Regions from separate parts of the Danio rerio genome. Here region 1 is linked to region 2. Evidence: chromatin contacts called from public HiCAR-type data. All regions are on one chromosome and are shown on one strand. Each heading gives the region's core, a stretch centred on a gene start, on an enhancer-like site or on the middle of the called end of the contact. The rest is flanking DNA. Distances are from core to core; before and after follow the strand shown. Region 1 overlaps pik3r3b (phosphoinositide-3-kinase, regulatory subunit 3b (gamma)). Region 2 has its middle 160 kb from the start of pik3r3b.

Evidence for each region. HiCAR-type assays count read pairs that join an accessible place to other places.
Region 1: a HiCAR-type map of caudal fin shows a contact between it and region 2, with 4 times the contacts expected there. The contact joins two enhancer-like sites. A contact is called at or near these places in 2 of 18 Hi-C or Micro-C datasets (caudal fin and an unstated tissue) and 1 of 4 datasets of contacts at active chromatin or transcription factors (caudal fin).

What each region holds. Positions count from the first base shown.
Region 1 is chr6:36,067,772-36,072,677 of GRCz12tu, reverse strand. pik3r3b (phosphoinositide-3-kinase, regulatory subunit 3b (gamma)) reads right to left here. Exons shown (of 10, transcript NM_201143.2): 3 at 1,427-1,525; 4 at 1,155-1,335; 5 at 485-610; 6 at 159-301; 7 at 1-82. The region is part of intron 2 of LOC141386311 (a long non-coding RNA gene); the gene reads left to right. Among named protein-coding and RNA genes, the nearest start is that of pik3r3b, 11 kb to the right of the region's middle. Within about 2 kb of position 2,012, at least 13 of the 62 cell types and tissues checked have an H3K27ac peak or open chromatin away from gene starts, as enhancers often do. A contact at or near this core is called in caudal fin, where this site is marked.
Region 2 is chr6:35,901,209-35,906,495 of GRCz12tu, reverse strand. It overlaps a transcript of pik3r3b not described here. Among named protein-coding and RNA genes, the nearest start is that of pik3r3b, 160 kb to the left of the region's middle. Within about 2 kb of position 3,190, at least 7 of the 62 cell types and tissues checked have an H3K27ac peak or open chromatin away from gene starts, as enhancers often do. A contact at or near this core is called in caudal fin, where this site is marked.

The DNA.
Region 1 (4,906 bases), core at 763-3,262, 170 kb before region 2:
TTTCAGGTCCTGTTCAAGCCGGGTCTTACTGTCGTGAATTTCACCCAGACGGGATTTAAGCTTCTCGTAGTTCATCATAATCCTGAGAAAGATCAATTGAAAAACCCTTAGATACAGGCTGACAATCCAGAGCTCTCTTAATTGTGACCTCTGCGTACCTCTCAATCTCTTTGTCGTTGCCCTCTCTGCGGAATCGCTCAATGTATTCCTTACTGTAGCGCTCCTGTGTGTGACACTGTTCTTCAAAAATTTTAATAGTCTCATTGAAGGCCTCTATTGCGGTACGTTTCATCTGGATCTCCTGCAATCAAAGGAAAGATAAATCAATGGATGTGATGCAACCTCAAAGGAACGCGCCTCTTCACAGACTTGGTTAATGGGCTTCTCGCAATCAAATGAATTGTTTGTATACACATTGCGTTTGGGGCTGGAGTTAAGAGGTTGGATGTCTATCGATCAAATAGCGATGTTCTAAGAGGCTTACCTGTGAGGTTTTTGTGTGCTCCTCGTAGAGTCTGTCATATTCTTTACTCTTCTCCTGATATTGATTGTGATACTCCTGGAGCTTCCTTCCCACTGCATCAATGTTGTCCTCTTTCACCAGCTGATCCTGAGAGAGCGAGAGTAAAAGCGTTGTTATTGATATGAATTGCTGAGAGGAGAAAAGTGTGGTGGGGATAAAAGGATTGCTCGCAGCAACCTATGGTAGATTCTGCTTACAAAGTTAAAGCCATTTTTCAGGAATTCTTTTTCCCAGGAATCATTAATAAAAATCTTGGAATCTGTAAGTGCCTCTCGAGGGCCTAAATTTGTGGAACCCCCTAAATAATGAGCACCTGTGTGTCTGAGAAAGATACCGGGCGGGCGAGGGAGGAGGAGCGGGGGAAAGGAATAAATGCCTGGATGGCCTTTCGACACTGTGGATGTGTGCAATTATTTAGGAGGTGCGCTGCTGTGGCAATAAACAAAGTAATATTTCATGCCAAAAGCATCCTGCTGCCTCTGCAGTTTCACTCACAACAAACTGCACAATTCATTCAGCAAACATGCTCTTTAGGGCTGGAGGGAGGGAGAGGTGGGAGGACAGCACGGTAAAAGTAAAGGAAGGGAGGTTGTAAAGCGATACCCCCCACCCACAATCTAAACCCATTTACCTGCTGGTAGCGGGAGACCGGATACATGAGCTTAACGTCCAGTTTTGTGTTGTACTGGGCCAGTGACTCATGTCTGTAGTGACTGATGAGCTCCACCACAGAGTTAAACGTGAGCGGGTCTGAGAATCCGTACTTCCCATCTCGATGGTAGATTTTTATTAGCTTATTGTTTCCACCTTTCCTGCAAGGGGCAATAAAAGGAATTGCGTTGTACTTCAGATCAATACAAACCAAACTGCGAGATCTTGAAGGAGCTTTCAAAATTGTGTTACCTTAGCGTTAATGTGTAATCTCCCTGCATCTTGGTTGAAGCGTCCCGTACCAGGAAAGTACCATCAGGCATGTCTCGCAATTTATCATTCACCTCTTCCCTGCAATGAAAAAAAGGAAAGAGAACGGTTTGTGTTGCAAATAATCCACTCATCAAATCTTGTTCCTATTAATTAAAGCATAAATAAGTTTCCTGTGGTCCCGTCCTTTACTCTTCACACACTAAACTCTGCCTGACAGTATTTGGTCTGGCAGAGGGCAAAGGCACTGGTCTGTGACGATGCTGTCTGCTCCAGCCATCTGTCTGCTACAGAGAGTGAGACATCTTTGAATTCTTTAACTGTTGACCCTGTCCTGCACGCCCACATGTACGCTGATGCCTCCAGCTCTTGTCTCGAAATCAGACAGTCTGCTGCTTTAAAAGTGCCTCCAGACGACCAGCGGAGAAGCTGACAGTCTTCAAAGACTTTCCTACTTTTTCTGCCCCTTCTCCATTTTAGTCTATCAAGGAGGAATGTCACACCCCTCTACTTCCAGCCCTCCTCCTATTCTCCTGACAGCCAACAGCCTAGTCATGCTGGAGCTCAGCTGACCCTGACCCGGTCTCTTAGGAAGAGGTAAATTTAGCCTACTTCGTGCTGCTGAGGTAAGAAGCCTTTGACTAAGCAATACTCCAAATTTTTTTCTGTGGGAGGAGTCATCTCCTGCACTTAGAAATGAACAAATCATGTACATTTTTAGGCTGCGGTGCATCAGCAAGTTCATTGTTAATTAGGGAGGTGTCCTGTAGTAACTGGTTTTGATCAAAGAAGCTTCTAACATACCTTGGCAATCAAAGCAATGTGAGACATTTGTGAACAATTATACTGCTCTCATGTGACACGCTGAAATGAAACAAGATGTTCCAGAAATACAGCATTGCACTTTGGTTTTGAATGCGTTAAAGTGAATGAAGACAGCAGAGAAATAACAAGATTTGTCACTGTGCTCACTGTGTCATACACATGATCTCTAAGTAGCACTGATGCCAGTGTTACGGAGAGAATTTTTGTTTTTCCATTAAAAAACCCCTTGATAAAAAATATATTTGGTAAATAAGGTAAATATGCTAGGCATAACAGCCTTCACCTCGGTGAATAGTAATGATTGTTAGAGTAATTACTAAAATACATGAATAACAGGCCTTTAAAAATTGTGTAAAACAACAACAGGAAGTGAACCCCACATATTTTAAAAGAAAGTCAAAAGTTGACCTCATGTAGACTTTACCTCAAGCTAGGGGTGTAACGGATCACATTTGATCCATGATTCGTGTGAATCACAACCCACGGTTGGAAACACGTGTGGCTTGCAGATTGATACTTTTTTTTTTACTTCACTAAATTTGTAAGAGATTGCCATTTGTGTCATTCAAATCACATGTATGCAAGCATTAAGGCTTTCTTGTAAAATTTAATGATGATGGAGGAAGTTGTCTTAGGTTATTCGGGATGTGGTGGGTTTCTTAGGTTATTAAAGGTGTTTTCTGTCGCTACTTGTTTAGCCTGCATTAACAAATTCAGTGTAAGCTGCACGATTAATCATTAAAAGATCTGGATTTCAACACCCACACAACATTAATTATAAATGATGGTGATTTGCATATGTTTATTAATCATTCGACTCTCTGCATTTAAATATGTTTAAAAAATGCAAAAAAAATCAAGAGATTGAGTCTTTAGTCTTTTGAGTTAGTTATAAAGTTACAAACAGTCAAATAAAACATAAGTACTGGGATAACAGTTTATAGTTTAGATAAAACCACTGATGTTCATGGTAAAGATTAAAATCACCGTCTTATGCATTTAATGAAGCCCAACAATGAAAGTCGTACGCAGCAACTACATTATTTAACCAATAGGTGGCAGCAACCAGCCATCAAAAATATGCCACTGAATAATTCTTTAAACATTAAACATCAAGCAATGAAACATGAAGATTTATGAGTGAAAAACTGAATATTTTTTTGAAAATGAGAAAATAAATAAATATGGGTTGTACAAATTATTATTTTAGATTTCTACATTTAGTGTTATCTGCAACAGGAGTAGTAACAGTGAATTATTTACAGTACTGATTATTTTACAATTAATTTTTATTCAGCTGATTATGTTTTCATTTTATTTTTAATAAAATTGCAGGTTCTAAGTTCTATTTGTTGAAACTAAAAGTGTCTTTCAGCACTGTTTTTGTAATAAATGGAAAGCAAATTACATTCTCCTCCTCTTAGTGGCTGATCCAAAAAAATGGTCCGATTCGTGACTAAAAAACATAATGTGATCTGAACCGTGAGATTTGCGATCCGTTACACCCCTATCTCAAGCATATCAAATCTAACAAAAAAATAAAATAAAGACTTGCAAGATCATAACATGGCTGAACACCATTACTGTGTGATGCAATCGGTCATTAGGCATGGGCTGGTATAAGGTTGTGACAGTATGATAACCTTTTAGAAAAATGTTTCACAGTATTGTGATTACGGCTCTAAAATATGTTCTTTTTAAATGTCTGGATAAAAAAACAATTCCTTCCCCCCCATTGAACACAATAGATTTTATTCTAAGAAGCATTTAAAATATTTTGGACCAGTAGCTTTTGATGTGGAGGGTCCTTTTCTGCTTGAGATTTTGTTTTATATGTTCTAAAAAAACTACATAAAATAGTCGCAAAAAACAAGTAAAAACAATGTAGGAACAGTATACCAGAAAATTCTGACAGTTTTAAAACAGTGACTTTTCCAAACCACAGTAAACCTTGAAACAGGTTATCATCCCATGCCTATACATCACTGCAGTCTCCATTGGATTAAAATGTTCTTAACTGGAACATACATAAAAGCCCCTAAAAAGCTTTAAACATATACTTATATGGTTGTATAGAATAACAGGATTTTGACATTTGTAATTCAGCAATCCGCAGTACCTCGCTTAGGAGTTACTTTATGATTCTTAAACGAGTAAAAGCACTGCAGATGGATATAAAGCGCAGCAAAAAGAAGCTCTGGTTTATCTGGAAAGGGACTGCATGAGTTAAAGGATAGCAAGGGCTTGAGAGATTGGTGAGCCTGTGAGCATCTCTGCAGAATTTCTCCTCACCCGACATCAAACGAGTCTAAAGCTGGTCACTAAGCAGCAGACTAATCTGCTAAAACCTGAGAGTTTTATGGGTTGTGCTGGAAACTGGCCAGACTGCTTGACATTTTGGAGATTTGGGCTCTTCTATCCATGCCCTTAAGTAATGGCAACTAAACCACCCCTCTCTCTCTCTCTCTCTCTCTCTCTCTTTAAACTGTGTTTCTCTCCGCATTTCATTGCCTTTCTGCTTTTGTACAGCTGCGGCAAAAGGAACATGCCTCCAGGATCAGTGAGCCAAAAGAAGGGGAGGATCAAAATAAGTTCACCAGCTTACATAAAGAAAAAAAAACTGGAAAAGTTTGCAGA
Region 2 (5,287 bases), core at 1,941-4,440:
TGTCTATTCATATATTGAATAATTTATTCATATATTCCCATATACATACTGTAAATTCAGTTCAGATGCAAAACCCTCTAAATCCATCAGACACCTCTTTTCCTGTGAATGAGCATTTTCTATCAGGCTCCTCTGATAAGGTTCAGAAGTTTCAGTTTATTTGTAATGATAAGGTTATTAGTTAGTAAATAATATAACTTTTTTTTTTTAATGACACTTTAGAATTTTTTTTGTTTTTAACAAAGGTGATTTTCTTTTGTGTCAAAACCAGCTAAATCCACTAGTGCTTTTTTTGCAAAAACCATTAAATCCATCTATTCGGACAAGATATTGTAATTAGCGAAAAAGCGCTAAATATGTGATTAGAAATTATTTTACCAAACATAAAACTTTACACAGAACATCTAAAATCAAAATACATATTTGTCAAGTGAGTGGTGGTTCATTCTGCTGTGGTGACCCTTGATAAACCAGAGAGTAAGCAGAAGGAAAATGAACATCAATACGATTCTAACAATCTGTAGTCCTTTCTAATTTTTGGGATTTAGATTTAATGTAAGTAAAACGATGTAAACATTGTAAACTAAGCTTCAAATAATGTTGTGTGAAAACATTGTGAAACATCACCTGTGCATTGTCCATTAATATAAAAAGCTTATTAGGCATATGAAGAATATAAACAATGTATAGTTTTACACATTATATTTACCTTTTATAAAATAGCTTAAAATGGCTTAGAACACAAGGTCTACTGGACAAAAATAGGATGTCTCTCAGACACTTTTAAAAGCTGTCATTCATTTATTCTCACCATACCAAATACTATAGATTAGAGACTTTGACCATACTCACGATCCTTCTATCTTTTTCATCTCTTGTTTATCCTCATAACATCCACGTGGGATAAAAGAACGGCATCTTAACTTTGTCTTTCATGAAATGGAGTTGCCATCTAATTTAAAGTAAAAAGGATTCATTCAAAGTAGCGTCGCTGCGCAAACACATGTTAGGAAAGCATGCTACACTTCCGACTGTGTGTTTTTTTTTTTTTACAATGCAGTTTTGAGGTAAGAGACAATTTCATTTGCCATTTAGTGAAAGCCGGACAGGTTTATGCAGTTCATCAAACTCCATCTTTTAAAATGTACGTATGAATCGGAATAAAACAAAGCCGGCTCATCAGCACACTGCTACATTGGAAACATGTTTTGATTCCTGCCTCCTGATTGGTTCTCAGGATATAGCGGCTTTTGCTGTCAAAGGCAAGTGGCGTTTAGAGGCTTTTGCCAACAAACTGTTATTTCTGAATGCGCTGACGCTGCGATTTAGATGATTTGAAGCAAAAAATATTTGTTGAACATGCAATACGTGCTGAAAGCATTCCCTCAATGTCATTAGCTAATTTTTGATCCAGTCTTTGATTATTCATCCAGTCTTTTCATATACATCAATATGGAATAAACAATTCATCTAAAAATTTGAATACCCATACATGCATGCATCCATCTATCCATCCATCCATCCATCCACCACCTCCATTGTAGCCATCCATCAATCCATAAAAATTTCTGATGATGTGTTCTGATACACTATCCAAACGTTTGCACTTCTTTTAATCTCACGCAGCATCTTTAAAACATGCAGCACTCGTGGGAGAAGACATAAATATAGGCAATAAAAGAACTGTGAGATGGCTCACTGTGGTCAAAACACCCACCTAGCACATTTATATATAAAACACTATTTAAAAACTGTGCAGATGGATGCAGGAGTGCATGCTGTGTGAAAGGCCCCTACAGGACGTCAGCGGAGGAATCGATCAGAACATCTCTGTCAGGAAATTTTAAGAGCCAAAAAGGCTGAACAAGGGAGGAGTCTGGCCACAAGTATGTGTGTGAGTGTGTGGAGAGAGAGAGAGAGAGAGAGAGAGAGAGAGAGAGAGAGAGAGAAAGAGAGAGAGAGAGTAATTGAGGGATGACATCATTGTTAGTGATCACTTCCAAGGCTGTATCTGCAGAAACGAGGAGAACGAGCTGGACAGAACAGATGACATGGATGGATTATGCAGGTAGAGTGAGCGTAAACAAAACTAGAGAGGCAATCTTGCAGAAAGGTGAGGACATTTTCAATAAGACTCCTAAAATGATGCTGATACATCTCAAGTTATCCAGCCTGAACAATTACGGTTATTTAGTTCCATACTATGGATATTTATATGGGTAATTATACAGTATATACCCCCAAACACACCATATAACTTAATATGCAAAAACAATTGCACTTCTGCAGTCTTTAAATGGCCTGCATTTACAGACAGCACAAAAAAAACAGCATCATTTGCAATGAAAAACAATTATAACACCACCCGCAGTACAAAGTGATCCCATGGGGGAACTGAAGCGTCTCCCCTCAGAAATCTTTAGGACTTTAGGGCTTGTTAATCAAGACAATCGCTAAAAGACTCCAATAAAACAAGGGTGTGGGAGAGCTCAAGCGGCAGAAGCCCCTTCTGCCCAAGCTGACTGTAAAATGCTGGACTCTAATAGGTTATTGACTATTGCATATGAGACAGGATGACATCACTGGCAGCCAATGAGACAGCAGCAAAAGCGAAAGATGAGTAGAGTGTTTTTAATTTGTGTTTTGCCGAGCTCAGCTTCTCTCACGCAAGAAAAAGATGACAAATGCAACGATGATGAACGTTGGAATTAATAATCGAAAAGGGTAGAGGGGCTGTTGGCGAGTGGGCACGGGTCAGTCGCGTTCTCTGTGTGCCTGTCACTGTATCCAGGGAAACTAGAGATAGAATCGCTCTCTTTTCCTGTCGACTGTGTGTATGTTTATGTTCATGCTTTTGTGCTTCACACCGAATGTATGTCCATGCACAGATTTGTCAATCCTTTTTGACTGTTAGCTAGAATTTACTGTGTGAGCACTTGTCGATCTTCAATACACCTGATTCATGAGTCATTATTGCCTCTCTGCTCCTCTCGTCCTCCTACATGAAACCTTTCCTCACTCGTTCGTTCTCGTTTCACTAAAATATGTCACCCGGTGGCTAAAACGGTTTGCCATCTCTATGACAACACACTGTTGATCCACAAATCGCTGGTTGGTTAGCGCAAGCTCTAGCTGGGTGACGTAATGTTGTCTTCAGTTTTCTGTGGCCACTGGACTTCACCACTTCTTGGCTGAGCTTTTAAATGGCAACCATGGTGCGTGTCTGCCAAAACACTTACGAGAGTGCATGCAATGGTGTGAGTATTTCCAGAATGAGTAACCAAGCCGTTATATAACTGCAGGAAATGGATGCTGGATACATTTTGCAAAGTTTACCGTTGGCTTAATAGTGTTCATTCCAGTCAAAAGGTTAGACATATGTTATAGACGGTATGAATGGTATTGTTGGCCTTATAAACGATATTTTTTTAAGTATATATTATTATTGTTATATAAATGAACAAATTTAAATCTCTAAATTACAATATTGTTTATATGAAATTTGGAAAAGATCTGAATCCGGGCTTTTCAGGCTTGTGTTTCCACAGTCAAAAGGGTCCCAATGGCAGAGTTTTAGTCGTCGTCATTCTTGCTCGAGGAAATGTCACAGTAAAGCCATAAGGGTCGTTCTCATACCATATGAGAAGCACTTCACACAAAACAGATGCTTTATACACATAAATACTGTGTATAAATGTTCATTATAACCTTTTTATGAACAGGATTTGATTATAGATGCAGATCAATGATAATTATAGCCTACTGTAAAAATAGCCGATTGTAACGTCTGCGATTATATAAAGTAAATAAATAAACGCAATATATATGAACACATACAAAACCTTGCAGTCTCATTTGTTAACAATTACAGAAAAACTGCACACAGCATACATGTAGTCCTTAGTCAATGCAAACCTCTCATATGCATCTTTAATCTTCACCAGCACATGTAACCTCTTGTTATAAAGTAATTCTGTCATTCCCGAGTTCATAATAGTCCAGAAGGTGATGATAATAGTTTAACATGGCAGTTTGATAATCTTTTAGGTTGCTGAAAGAATCATTAGCTCCTTTGTTTTTTCTGGCATCTCCTTTATTTTTTCGTGCTTCACTCTCGAGCTTGTCTATTACTAAAAGGATTGGATATCAGAAGCACCTCAATACTTACACATACATTATTATCAGCAGTTCAAGAAGTTCACCTCACAGCAAGAAGGTTGCTGGTTTGAGTGCCAGCTAGGTCAGATGGCATTTCTGTGTCGAGTTTGCATGTTTTCTCTGGGTGCTCCGGTTCCAAAGAAATGCAGTATAGTTGAATGGAATAAACTAAATTGGCCGTCGTGTATGTGTGTGAATGAGTGTGTATGAATGTTTCTTAGTTGCAGCTAGAAGGACATATGCAGTCTAAATCACATGCTGGAAAAGTTGGCGATTCATTCGGCTGTGGCAACCCCTGATGAATAAAGGAACTAAGCTAAAATAAACAAATTTTTTTTTTTTTTTCATTTTAACAATATTTTAAAAACTAATACAAATAATATCTGACCTTTTATTTTTATAATTTTTTAGCATTAATTTTTCTCAGTTTTAGCATTCACTGTCATTTTTATTTAGAATTCAAATTGTATTAGGGTAATAAATAAATAAATAAATCACATATTTTTAATGTGTTCTCAGACTTAAAAGCCCACGGTCTGCAACTTAATGGATAAGTGTTTTGCAAGCATTAAATTAACTGAGGATGGTACTATAAGTGGACCATGTAAAACAAAATGTCCTTAAACCAGAGGGCCCACAAACAATGCCCAAACAAGGGCCCGCAGGCCAAAGTTGGCCCATTGTAACCTTTGATTTGGCCCATCTTCATCTTATCTGAGAAGAGAAGTAGAATATGGTGGAGGGTTGGGGTTAATAGTTTTTTATACACACTGTAATTTTTAATTTAATGTAACTTTTCATTTGTTGCTTTTATTTTTAAAGCAAAAAAATAAAATAAAATAATTAAATGTTTCAATTAAATGTTGTAAATGAAGGTGGGTGCAACTTGACTAGTGTATTCAGCATTGAACTCCATAATGTTATAAATAGAAAATTGAATTCTCATGTTTTCATTATAATTAGTTAATTATAAAATGTAAAAAAAAATAAATAAATAAATAATATATATATATATATATATATATATATATATATATATATATATATATATATATATATATAACAGATTAGCTAATATGTTTGAAGTAATGTTTTCTACTTATTTTTAAACAAACAAGAAAACAATTGA